2 separate regions of the Mus musculus genome follow, and region 1 is linked to region 2. Evidence: chromatin contacts called from public promoter capture Hi-C data. All regions are on one chromosome and are shown on one strand. Each heading gives the region's core, a stretch centred on a gene start, on an enhancer-like site or on the middle of the called end of the contact. The rest is flanking DNA. Distances are from core to core; before and after follow the strand shown.

The links. Promoter capture Hi-C pulls out the DNA fragments that hold promoters and counts their contacts.
Region 1: a promoter capture Hi-C map of frontonasal cranial neural crest shows a contact between it and region 2. The contact joins the promoter of Cdkal1 here to the enhancer-like site in region 2. A contact is called at or near these places in 2 of 39 promoter capture datasets (cranial neural crest and frontonasal cranial neural crest), 8 of 484 Hi-C or Micro-C datasets (the HPC-7 cell line, brain, granulosa cells and 4 more) and 1 of 115 datasets of contacts at active chromatin or transcription factors (embryonic basal ganglia).

What each region holds. Positions count from the first base shown.
Region 1 is chr13:29,851,207-29,857,168 of GRCm38.p6, reverse strand. Cdkal1 (CDK5 regulatory subunit associated protein 1-like 1) reads left to right here and starts at 1,496. Exons shown (of 16, transcript NM_144536.3): 1 at 1,496-1,606; 2 at 2,228-2,271.
Region 2 is chr13:25,928,653-25,935,055 of GRCm38.p6, reverse strand. It overlaps Gm11351 (predicted gene 11351), which reads left to right. Exons shown (of 4, transcript NR_045062.1): 2 at 4,092-4,296. Among named protein-coding and RNA genes, the nearest start is that of Gm11351, 34 kb to the left of the region's middle. Within about 2 kb of position 2,050, at least 52 of the 459 cell types and tissues checked have an H3K27ac peak or open chromatin away from gene starts, as enhancers often do. A contact at or near this core is called in brain and granulosa cells, where this site is marked.

The DNA.
Region 1 (5,962 bases), core at 247-2,746, 3.9 Mb before region 2:
GCAACAACAAAAAATTACTGTCATATAGTTTTCAGCCAGGGGAGCCTTATTCTGTCAAGTAATTTCTTATACAGGATCAATCTTCACAGTCCCTGTATCCAACATCGATTCTTATGTGCACCCCTTGTTTTGAAATTAGAGCTGGGTTTTGGTCACAGGCTGTGGAAAGTCAATGTAAATCACAGCACATTTAATGCCCAATCCCTACAGTTCACATCTACGTTTGTCCCATTCGCCTAAGAAATAGACTTATCTGTCTTAAGACTGTCGCTATTATGTCCATGCAATCTCTGCACAAACAATTCATATGCACTTTTTAAAGAGCGAATTAAACTCACACACATTGTGTCTCATGAAAAGTTATTGATTGGTTTAAATTCAATAGTACAACCGATAATTGCTAAAGTTATAAACTAAATCTGTTTTTAATTTTTTGTAATTTCTGGATTTATTATTCCTTTGTCCATTGGTTTTATTATTGCTAACATTTTCCCATTCAGTTTTCACTATGGAGACAAAAGCAAGAAAACAAACAACAACAACAAACCTAGGGTCAGGAGATGCAGCTTAGTGGTACAGTGCTTGCTTAGCATGCAGAAGTCCCTGGGTCCCAATACACAGACTGCTAAACCACTCATCCTTCAACAAAAATCTTCATCCCTTTGAAAACATAAAGATTTTGTTCCATATTTTTCACATCATTCCTTTCTTTTTGCTTTTTAAATATAAAGTTATGCATTACTGACAAAGAAAGTATAAAGGTTTCTTCTTATGTATTCTTATGGAATTATTAAATGAAACCTGACTACCTCGGCTGAATTGTCTCTGCAGAAGCAGAAATATAAGCCTACTGCAGTGGGCCACAACCGTAATCCCAGCAGTAGGAGGTAGATGTGGGCACGAGTTTGGTGTTAATTGACTTCTGTTATTCGATAGAACAACTATTATTTTAGTTATTCTTCTCTATAGAAGAGAAGGAAATTAGTTGGGCATGGTGGAGCATGCTTTTAATCCTAGAGATCTGGAGGTAAAGGCAGGTCGATCTGTGAGTTCGAGGCCAGTTCATTCCATATAATGAGTGACTGTGCAATTAAGGTTTTATAGAGAGATGCTGTCTCAAAAGAGATAGAGATGATAGATAGATAGATAGATAGATAGATAGATAGATAGAGGAGGGAACTGATAAAATGTAATGAATGTAATGAAAATGATTTACTCCGGAGGTAATTATTCTGGTAAGTATTTAAAGTCTCCAGTCCCTTTTTGTGAATAATGAGTAGTAATAATAAATGGCAAGATGTTTATGTTAATCTCTTAACTGTGCAGGACAAGTTATAAGGTTATAACTTAGCAGAAGTTAGTTGATAAGCTAACATAATGAGGTAGGAGTGTATTTTCACCTTTGTTTGTAGAAGAATGTGGTAATAATTATAGATAAAAACAAACGCAAACTTGAAACAACGATCTGTTTTGACCTCTCCGGTCTACCGTCGCGGAGCATGCGCAAATCAGCCCGGCGGGACACAAGTGTCATGGCGCTCTCCATCTGAAGTCTGTGCAGTTTCCTGGCAGGGGCTTGTGGTTTTTTTCCTCTCAGTTCGGACAGGTGAAGTTCTGGATCTGTGTATACTGGGGCAAATGGATCAGTGCTCAGCGACCGTGGGCCGAGCTGCATTTTGGGCGGAGCTTCGTTTCCGCAGGTTTTCTCCTTTGGGCCGATCGCCCGCTTGTTCTCGCAGTTTGGAAAAGACTTGGCGGCTGGCGTGGAGAGTCGGACTCTGGAGCGCTGCCTGGAGAGAGGCCGGCGTGGCGGCAGACACTGCTGGCTGGCGACGTCAGGGACTTCCATTCTGCTCTAGCCTCATTTCCCCTCTCGCTTTACCCGTGAATGTACTTGTGCTACGCGATCAGGGCTTCAGGAGATGAGTGTTTTGCACTGAAGTTGGGCATAGGGGCAGAGGTCGCTTGTGTTTTTGCGCCCCCTTCCCCTCTTTTCTTTGCTCCCTTGCTTAGAAAACTTTCCTGTGTCATAAGGGATCACTTGTTTCTTACTTGGTGATTTTCATTGTGCTCAGGTGTTACAGTGCAGGGTAGCAGTTTAAAAAGTGGCTAGATGCATCCTTTTTTTTTTTTTTTTTTTTTTTTTAAGGAAGTTGTAAAGAGGTCATACACTGGTTTTATGAACTTATAGGGTACTCGCATTTTCTAATTAATTTTAATTTTTCAGATTCATCTTTCAAGAGGACTTGAGACCAATTTCAGAAAATCAAGGTATTGGTTTATTTTAGTTTCTAATATTTGAGTAATTAGTTCTGCATTAGAATATGAAGAAAGATGTCTTAAGTTTTTAGTAATTAGCCAGTATCATTTTGTGAAAACTAGATTTCCCTATAACTTCATCGGAGAGACATTTTTGTATCTCTTCCTTAGTTTTTCATTTTCATTAAGAAGCGAGACATGCTCTCTTTCCCATTTGTGGCACATCTGTTTTCTTGTTTGGCTGTTGCTTAGTCCCTGTTATATCCTACTTCTCTACCTGGCTGTTAAATATGACTTTCTTTCTTTTTTTAAAATATGTATTTATAATTTTATGTGCACTGGGATTTTGCCTGCATGTATGTCTTTGTGAGGTTATCAGATCCTGGAATTACAGACAGGTAAGAGCTGCCATGTGGTTGCTGGGAATTGAACCCTGGTCCTCTGGAAGAGCAATCAGTGCTCTTAACTCTGAGCCATTTCTGCAGCCCAAATATGGCATTCCTGAAGGCTTGTTTCTGTACCTCTTCTAGCTGGGTTGTCTTGTTTCTCTCTCCCTCTCTCTCTCTCTTTTTTTTAAAATTTATTTTTATTTTTTAAATTTGTTGAGATGTTGTCTTAATGTTTATCCCTTGTTAGCCTGGAACTCACTATATAGACCAAACTTGCAAGTGCTGGGATTGAGTGTGTGCACCACCATGCCAGGCCAGATTCTTGTTTCCTTTCTGTGCGATGTGATTCACTGCTGTTAAACATGGCTACTTGTCTTTGTAATTCTCATTGTCTTCGGGAGTGTGAAACGGTATATCTTTGTGGGTTTGAATGGCCTTTCCCTCATGGCTGACTTTACTGACAGCTCTCTGTGCTTATCAGATACTTATATATCTTGTTTGGAAGTATGTCTGTTGGGATCCCTTTCCCGTATTTTAATTTGGGGTTGTTTGTATTTTTGGGTTCTTTATTTACTCTGATGAGAGGCCCTTATTGTATTCTATGAGTTACTACTGTTTCCTCCCACTGCATGCTCTCTCATGGTCTTCATATTGTCTTTGAAGCATGAGAATTGTTTTGTTTTGTTTTTTTCTCTTTTTTGAGAACAGTTTTCACATAGCCCAGGTTAGCTTCAAATTTGATTTGTATCTGAGACCAGCCTTTGAGTCCTGGTCCTCCTGCCTTAAATTCCCACGTGCTGGCATTGCAAGCACAAGCCACTGCATCTGGCTGAAACACTAATTTTGATGAAGTCTAACCTGTTTTTCCTTTTGTGCTCTTGTTGTCCTTAACTAAGAAGCCAGTGTCTAATTGGGAAACTTGATACTTGTGATAGCTGTAAGACTCTTCTAGTAGTAGGTCCGTAAGCTTAGGTCTGTAGCCCCTGTGAGTTTACTTTTGAGTATGATGCGAGATGGGGCCCCAGCTGCGTTTCCTTGCGTGTGGCTATCCAGTTGTTTTCGTGTCATTTGTTGAGAAGACTGTTCTGTTTTACATTGTTTTTATACACACTACAGTCACTTGATTCAGTAACGTCTATTTGGCATGCCCTCTAAGTCAGTCTTTATGAAATAATAACTCTAGAATAGTAGATATCAAAGTTATTGGAGGGTCTGTTGAACCTGATATTTGTATCTGTGAGGAGATTTCTAGAGAGGTTTAGCTGATGAAGGAATTTGTGGCCTGGATGCAGGCTGTGCTTTAAGACTGAGTTAGAAAGTGTGTAAATGGAGGGAGCCCGCTGAGCACGAGCACTCCTCCCTGCCTCCTGACTATTGGTGCAGTGTGATGAGCCACCTAATGCCATTCAGACCTTCTTTGCCTGGTTGGACTGTAGCTTTCTAAATTATTAGCCAAAATCACCAATTCTAAGAATAGCCTTGCTGGTGGCTATGAATGATGTAAAAGAGTCCTGGCTCCAATAACTCCAATCACTTCCAGAATGAATATCTCTGCCTAAGGACTATAGGAGACTATGCATCTCAAACGGAGTGGAGACACCTGAATAGCTGGCAGCTCATGACAATGCAGGGTGAAAAGAACCTTGTTGGGACCTCATGCTTGAGCTAGGCAGTAGTAAGCTTACTCTAAGACAGTGGTCAGTTCACACAGTAACAGATTGGAAGACAAGCATAAGGCAGTAAAGAAAGAAGTGATCTCTCTGTGTGGGATGGCCTCCATCTGTGTTGGGCCCTTTTGTCAGTCCCACCTCCTTTCTTTGGTAAGAAAATAATTTTTAGAAAACTCCTAAGGTCAGCGGATGTTCAGTTTCTTTCCTGCACTTCTTCACACTCCAAGCCTGTGCATTTAGATCTGAAAGAGGAAGAATTTCCTGAATGTGTTCAAACTGTTATTTTTTTTTTTTCACTGACAGATATTGCATGTAAATGGAACCTATGTGGGAAAGGCCAATCTTAATGGCTGAGCTGGTAAACCCTTGTTTCTAGGAGGCGAATGCCCAATCCAAAAGATGTTAGACTCCAGAGGGAGGGTAGTGGCTCCGGTGAGTGAGCCGAGTACGGTTGCACCTCAGGTGCTCAATGCAGTCATTATGTCTGCATCTCTTGCTAGGCTTCATTCCTTAGGTAGGTGGCTTCTTTGGCCTGTCACAGATTTCACCAAGTTGGCCTATTACCCCAACTTCATGCACTGGAGTGGAAAGAGAAGCTGTCTTTACTGTCAGTTGTTGTAAAGGTCTTTTCTGGCTGGATCGTCTTGTTGTGACTGACTCTGAGCAAATCACTGTCTAGGAAAAGGAAGGAAGGAGCGACTGACTGGGATGTGCTCATTACCATAACAGTTTTTAGGATGGGTGCTTGGCTCACTTTTTTTTTTCTTTTACTGATGATAGATATATAAGTGGCTGAGATTTAAATAGAGGTTTGAATTATGATGCACACGCTGTTAAAGATTTAAAGCAAACATTGCAAATTCCAGGCACAAAAATAGGCCTGGTAGGAAGCCACTCTGTTATTTGGATGATGTGAGCAGAAAGATGGGAATCCTATAGAAGAACAAAAAGGGAGCTTATCAGACAGGCTTGAAGACACATGACTATATAGCAGTGGGTCGCAACCTTCCTAATGCTGCAACCCTTTAATACAGTTCCTCATGGTGTGGTGACCCATAACCTTAAAATTACTTTTAGTGCTACTTCATAAACTGTAAATTTGCTATTGTTATGAATTGTAATGTAAATAACTGTGGTTTTTGATGGTCTTAGGTGACCCCCGTGAAGTTATTTGCACCCCCCCAAAGGGGTCATGACCTACAGGTTGAGAACTGCTGATTTATAGTCTTCACACTGGTTCAGATAACCTAATGAGGAAAGTTAATAGGTAATAGATGCCATAGTATGCATGGGCCTAGACTCTTTCTTTACTGCCAGCTTCAACCCCAATTCATTACTTCTTTCTTTGAGGTTATTTTATTTTATATATATGAATATTTTGCATGCATGTACATATGTGCACCACATACATGCCTGGTACCTTTGAGGTTCAGAAAAGGGTATCAGATTCTCTGGAACTGGAATCATAGATGGTATTGAGTCACCATGTGGGTGCTGGGAACAGAACCCAGGTCCTCTGCTAGAGCCACAGGCTTTCTTATCTGCTAAACCATCTCTCTATCCCCTTCTCTAAGACTTTTATCATTATGGCATGTTGGATTTTGTCAAAGGCATCTATTGAGATGATCATGAGGTTTTTTTCAT
Region 2 (6,403 bases), core at 801-3,300:
AGCAATTATAGTAGCAGAATAATTAATTGTAGCGCTTTTGTTTTGTTATGATTTATAATGTCTGAAGCTAGGTAGTAATACAAGCCTTGAGATAGGATGGGACCATTGCAGCCTTTCCTCTTTAGACAATACTACAGGAGAATTGAGGGAGAAAGCTATTTAGAATTGCTGGTGCATGCTGAGCCTAGAAATCCATCTACTTTGTATAATACTTACTTGAATATTTACCTAAGCAAGCAGCTCACATTTTCTGGAATGTACTTCTTACTTCCTGCATTAGAGCGGCCAAATCTTCCCTATGTCCTTTCACATTGCATTACCCATTAAATACTAGAAATTGGCACCTCAATAGTATGCCCCATGATTGTTCGGTAAAACTGGTCCATATTCTCTATATGATAAAGTTATACATATCATTTCAAAGATTGTCCTTCAATTCAATATATGATATTATACCAAATCCCATGCCTTTAAGTTGTCATCTATATTGGTTCCTGTCTGCTGTAGGTAAGTATAATATCATATATTGAATTGATTTCCCATTTGTGTTCTTGAATGAATGATCTAAAAGTCTGGTCTTTGCTTCACAGTGCTACCGCTGAGTTTTCTTTTCTGAGCCCTAGAAGGTCTGGAAGCATCAATGACACAGGATAAGGCAAGTGAGGTACATTTGTTACATGGAAAGGCTAGTTGTAATGTTTCTCAGAGTAGAATGATGCAGAGGCTCGAGGAAGACAGAAGGTGGCCATAGCAACACTCCTGCCCATGCCCTCCTTCTGATCAAAGTTAATGAGTTGTAATCAAGTCAGATAAGTGAGTAGCTAACTAATTTAAAAGGAATAAAAAGAAAAAAAAAGGTTTCACAGTTCTTTCCAAGTAGGAAAATACATCTACTTAAAGCACTGCAATATGTCCAAGAAACTGTCAGCACCGATTATTAGGCCAGCTTCTCAAGACTTGACCCTTTGTCTGGGAGTCCACAGATGACCTTGAGCTCCCTGGAAAGGCAGTATCTATAAATAATGCATTAATCATTTTCACATGTGGGCCAAGTAAAAAATTCATATCTGCCCGTGGCTTTGAGTTGTTCTTTAGGATGCTGCTTAGGTTTTCTCTGTGGCAACCTTTAAGAGATGATTGCAGAATTTGCTGGAAATGGGAGCATAGTGTGGGCCTGTGCATTCCAACAGGAAGCTGGAGCTGTGCTTAGGAGTAGGGAAAGGCCGTGGCTGCAACATTCAATTTAAGAGTGACACATTTGTTTCAGTATATGCATTTTGTGTTTTTACTGCTTTGGTAACAGCATGAATTATCACCAGTAAGAGTGGAGCCTTCTTTTGCAAGTAGACCTCAGATAGGACATTCTAGAGGCCTGAGAACATTTCACGGACACAGAATCTGTCTCTTTCTAGCTCACCAATACAGATTTAAATTTTACACAAACAGTCCAAAGGGGCCTACTCATGTCAGGAGACTTTCGTTTGGTTTATAGTTCTGTTTCCAGTATCTTACTTACTGTTAATGAGCAATACTTAATGCGGCTCTGAGCATGCATCTGACTGTTGAATGTCTAGGAAATCCAGATTAATGTTGTATAAAGCACAGAGTCAATCTGCTAGCAAAGCACGGGATTTGAGAAAAAAAAAACTGGCCTGGCTGGATTCCTCCTGCCTCCTACTCCCTCCAAAATCTCCAAAATACATTTTTATCATCTCATTTAAGCTTAGACCTTGGGCCTCAACAAGCCTCTTTTGGTAATTAAACTATGCCTGAAAAAGAATAACAAACAAAGAAATGAATCAGAGACCTTCCTCTACCACCAAGAAAAACCCACCATGCCTGAAGTTTTCAATATTGTTTAAAATATTTATTTCCTGATCATTTTAATTGTATATCAGCTTTTCTGAATGAGCCTTGTACAAAATAAAGGGATTTTATTTGCATCTTTTATTCTCTATTGCTATGGACAAGAAAAGATTATGCCAGAAGAGAAAGGGGGAGGGGAAGACAAAAAGGGACTCTGAAACTGGGCTATTACTGCCATCTAGTGTGCAGACTGGCTGTCCAGAGGGGATGAGAGTGTCTTTGAGACAATACAATTCGAGTTTGCAGAGGATAGAGTCAGGGATGAGAGCACTTCCTCCAAGAAATACTCTCCAAGCTAGTGTCTTTCACCATGTAATGAACTCTTTTGCCATAGAGCTTTGAGTATATGGCTGAACAATATGAAGCACCCTATTTCTTCCAGCAAAAACTGGAAGAACCCCAGCCAGGTCTAAAGGCATGTTATTTCTGAGAATTTGTGTACTAGCTGCAGATGTTGGTAAGCAGGGGTAATGATTTATGCAGATGCCTGTAACCTTTGAATTGGGTCCAGATAGCCAAGTGTCCTCTGCCTTCTGCAAGGAAGGCCTTCTTTCCAAGAGCAGGGCAGGCAGTTTTGATGACTTCTTAGTCCTTTTCAAGTCTGTGGTTCTAAGTGATGCAAATAGTATTTGCTGCTCATGAGCCTACTTTCTCTGTTGCTGATAGAAATTCCACTAGGCTGAGACTCACTGTGTGAGAGTCTAAACATTAAACCTCTTCACAGGACCAGAGGCAGGGTGGCATCTCACAGGTGTTTCATATATTCCCTCCTTCGTGTGGTGCGATTATACAAAATCCACAGGGATTCTCTCACTTCAAAGTCCCTGCCAGTTCTGGCATGGATTCATTCTGGTACCGGCTAAAGACACTGCAGCTGAAATCAAATCAAGCTCGACTTCTTTAATTCACCTCAGAGCAATGCTATATCCACTGACTGCAATTCTCACTAACCCTAATACCTCACACCTTCCCATCCAGCAGGGGTTTGTTACCTTAAAAGCAAACAACTTCAGTGCTCTGGCTATATTCATAAACGATGGCTTCAAAACTCAAAAGGCAGAGACCTGCTGAGATAATGAAAGCTAATTTAGAGACTCATAAGCACAAAAAAAAAAATCTAAGCTCAGAGGAATTTTAAGTCATTACCTGTGTCAGCATAACCTAGAACTGCTGGCTTTTTTTTTTTTCCCTGTTTTCAATGTAGCCTGTAGCTTCAGGTATCTAGAATGAAAAATTAGCTCTGTCTGTCTCACAAAGGTACCATTATAGGACAAATGTGCCACTTACTATATCCATGGTGGAAAAGAAAGTGATGACATCACAGTAAGAAGGGCAGGAGCTCCAACATTTTAGGGAACCTGTAGATGGAAAAGTATACATGACAGCCAAGGACATGGCTTAGTGGCCAAAGTGCCTACCATAAAAAGCAGGTATGGAAAGCAGAGTTGGATCCTCAAACACACTTGAAAGGCAGGCAGGCAGGATGACACTTAGATTCCCAGCAATCTGGGGGGTTGGAGGGGAGGTGGAGTCAGAGTGCTAGAGACCATCTAGGTAACCAAGCAGCACAATCTGTAAGCTCTGGGCTCAACAAGAGACCCACTCAGTGAATGCAAAGGAGAGTGAGGAAGACGTCAGATATTAACTCTGGAGCCTCCACACAGTTGAATACACCTGTACACCTCTCTTTCTCTCTCTCTCTCTCTCTCTCTCTCTCTCTCTGTGTGTGTGTGTGTGTGTGTGTGTGTGTGTGTATGTGCGTGCGTGCACACATGCATGTGTGCATATGCACACAGAATACACATGAGAAGTCAGGAAGACAAAAAATGTTCATTATTATCTGTAGATTCCTCAGAACATTGTAGCTCTCTGTGTTTGTGAGCAAAATTCAGATGAATTTTCTACTGTTATTTCCATTCTCTGAAAAGTGAAAAAGCAAGAGGGGTTAATGTGTATTTGATAGCATGGGTGAAAACCGAGGATTGGATTTAATGGCTCTGGATCTTACTAATGAGTATGTTATAGAGATTACATTGCTTCACATTTGGTAAGAAAATGGGAGAAAAAAAAACTAATTTAACTGTAAGTCTTAGGTGCACATAAGCCAGAGACCTGCCCATTGTTTAGATTCAGGGCACTGAAACTGGAAATCTGAAGGCAAATCTATTGATTCATCATTAAGCCTGGTTCAGAGGTGAGTAACATTTTCATCTTATTTTCTGTAGGATTAATGTCTGCTTTCCTCATCAAAGACCCTAGGATGGAAAACTGACCCTCACCTCCGAGAAAAATGGTGCCCTTCCTTCTAAGCCACTAAACTCTGGAGCCCTGCCTCCCCAGTCACCTGGCCTCATTTATCCTGCTGCTCTAGATTTGTCCTTCTGTATCCCGCATGAGTAATGCAGCCATTGGAGAACACACAGCCTCCTGGTAAGGCATTCACCCAACTTCTCTAGGATTAATCGCGGGCTAAACTGCTAAATAACATACTGATATATTAACTCCATTAAAATCTAATTCAGTGGCAATAACTTCTAGAAAGCCAACAAAGGGCTTATGAAGAACAAAGTGAAAAAAATCCCCCAAAAGGTAAATCACTGCACTCACTGGAAGTAAATCAGAGTGAAAGACAAGGGTATGAATCAAAAGAGAGCATTGAGTCCCCATCCTGGCCAGCAAGTCTTGTGTTCTTCACCAGGCCTACCCTTGAATCCAGGTAGAGAGAGAATGGGATGCTGGTATAAACTTAAGGAAAGATGCTGAGGCTACGGGGCCTGTAAAGATAATTAGTCAGTAAGTATTTGCCGTGCAAGAATGACTATCTGAGTTTGACGCTGGATCACATGGTAAAAAGAAAAAAGAAAAAGAAAGAAAGAAAGGTAAAAGAAAGAGAGTGGATAAGCATGGTATTGTATACATGCAATCCAAGCACAGGGAAGCCAGAGACAGGAGAGCCTTCAGGATTATTGGCCTACCCAAAGGAATGCATTTGAGACCAGTGAGGAACCACATCTAAAATTAAGTAAATAAAAAGATGGCATCTTAGAGTTGATACACAAGACTCTCTTCAGGTCTCCACACATGCACACAAGCAAAAACAAGTCTACACACTAGACACACACAGACACACACAGACAGACAGACACACACACACACACACACACACACACACACACATTAGCTAATGGAATGTAGACAAAATAATTTTGATTTCATTTTCGATGATTTTCTGCTCAAGAGAGTGATTGTAGATATTAGCGAGTCTGTTCCTTAACCTTTTCCCATGAAGGCAGTCTTCTTAATAAAAGATAAGGGGGGAAGGGGAACTGAATGCCCACCATAGCTTTCCTCAAACTTTCAAGGAGAATGAGGCATGGAATAATAAACCGGAAAAAGCAAAGAGGTGGGAATTCATTTGAAAGACGCCAACAGAAGACAATGTAGAGAGAAGAGAATACTGACTTCTGCAGATAGCTGGAGAATAGGCAAGGCATTTCCTTCTCTCCCCAGCCTCAGAGGGGGAACATCAGTTGTCTGCTGACACCTTGACCTGTCTAATCTTTAGAGCCTTGAAACAATAAATTTTTGAGACTTGAGTCACCTAGTTCATGGCCTATTGCTGTGGCAGCCCTCATAACCATAGATTCTGGATTAACACGATAGCTCGTTTTAGTGTCTGGATACCAGCAGCCATTAGCAAACTTTGATACTAGCTAGACACACTGCTGGGCATCCCTGTAAATTCCTATTTGCCAGGTTTATATTTTAAATCTCAGTTTTACAGAAAAATAAAAACAAACCTTCAACCCAAAATCATTTTCTAAGAGAACTGGGGTGGTTTCTTTTACTCTTTGTTCCTGCTCAAGGCAAAATCTGACATTTGGAAGAATATAGAATCTAGGTAAAAACAAAGAAAAGAAAATAATAGAACAAGAAGTGGTGGCGCATGCCTTGAATTCCAGCACTTGGTAGGCAGAGGCAGGCAGATTTCTGAGTTTGAGGCCAGCCTGGTCTACAGAGTGAGTTCCAGGACAGACAGGGCTACACAGAGAAACCCTGTCTCAAAAAACGGATGATAAATAAATAAAATAAAATAAAATAAAATAAACTTTTCTTTCTTCTGAATAATTTCATGTATTTATACAATGAAATACAATCATATCTACCACATTTCCCTTCTCAAATGCCCCATGTCTCCCCATATTATACAAATATATATATATATATATATATATATATATATATATATATATATAATTGTCCTTTCTTGTATAACCCTCTAAGTTCAATTAGTGCTACCTACATGTGTATGTGGAAGACAACCCACCAGAACAGGGAAAATCTTCTTGTGGCAACATAATAAAAATGAAACAAAACAAAGAAACAGAAAACAATGGTTCTTCATCCACCTGCAATTGTCTATCCACTGCCAACAGCTCCTCCATGAGGTGTAGGTCTGGAAAGCTCCTCTATCGTTTATATTAGCCCTTTTGATGGTTTGGTCTTATGCGGGTGTTGAGCAGATAAAAGATATTTT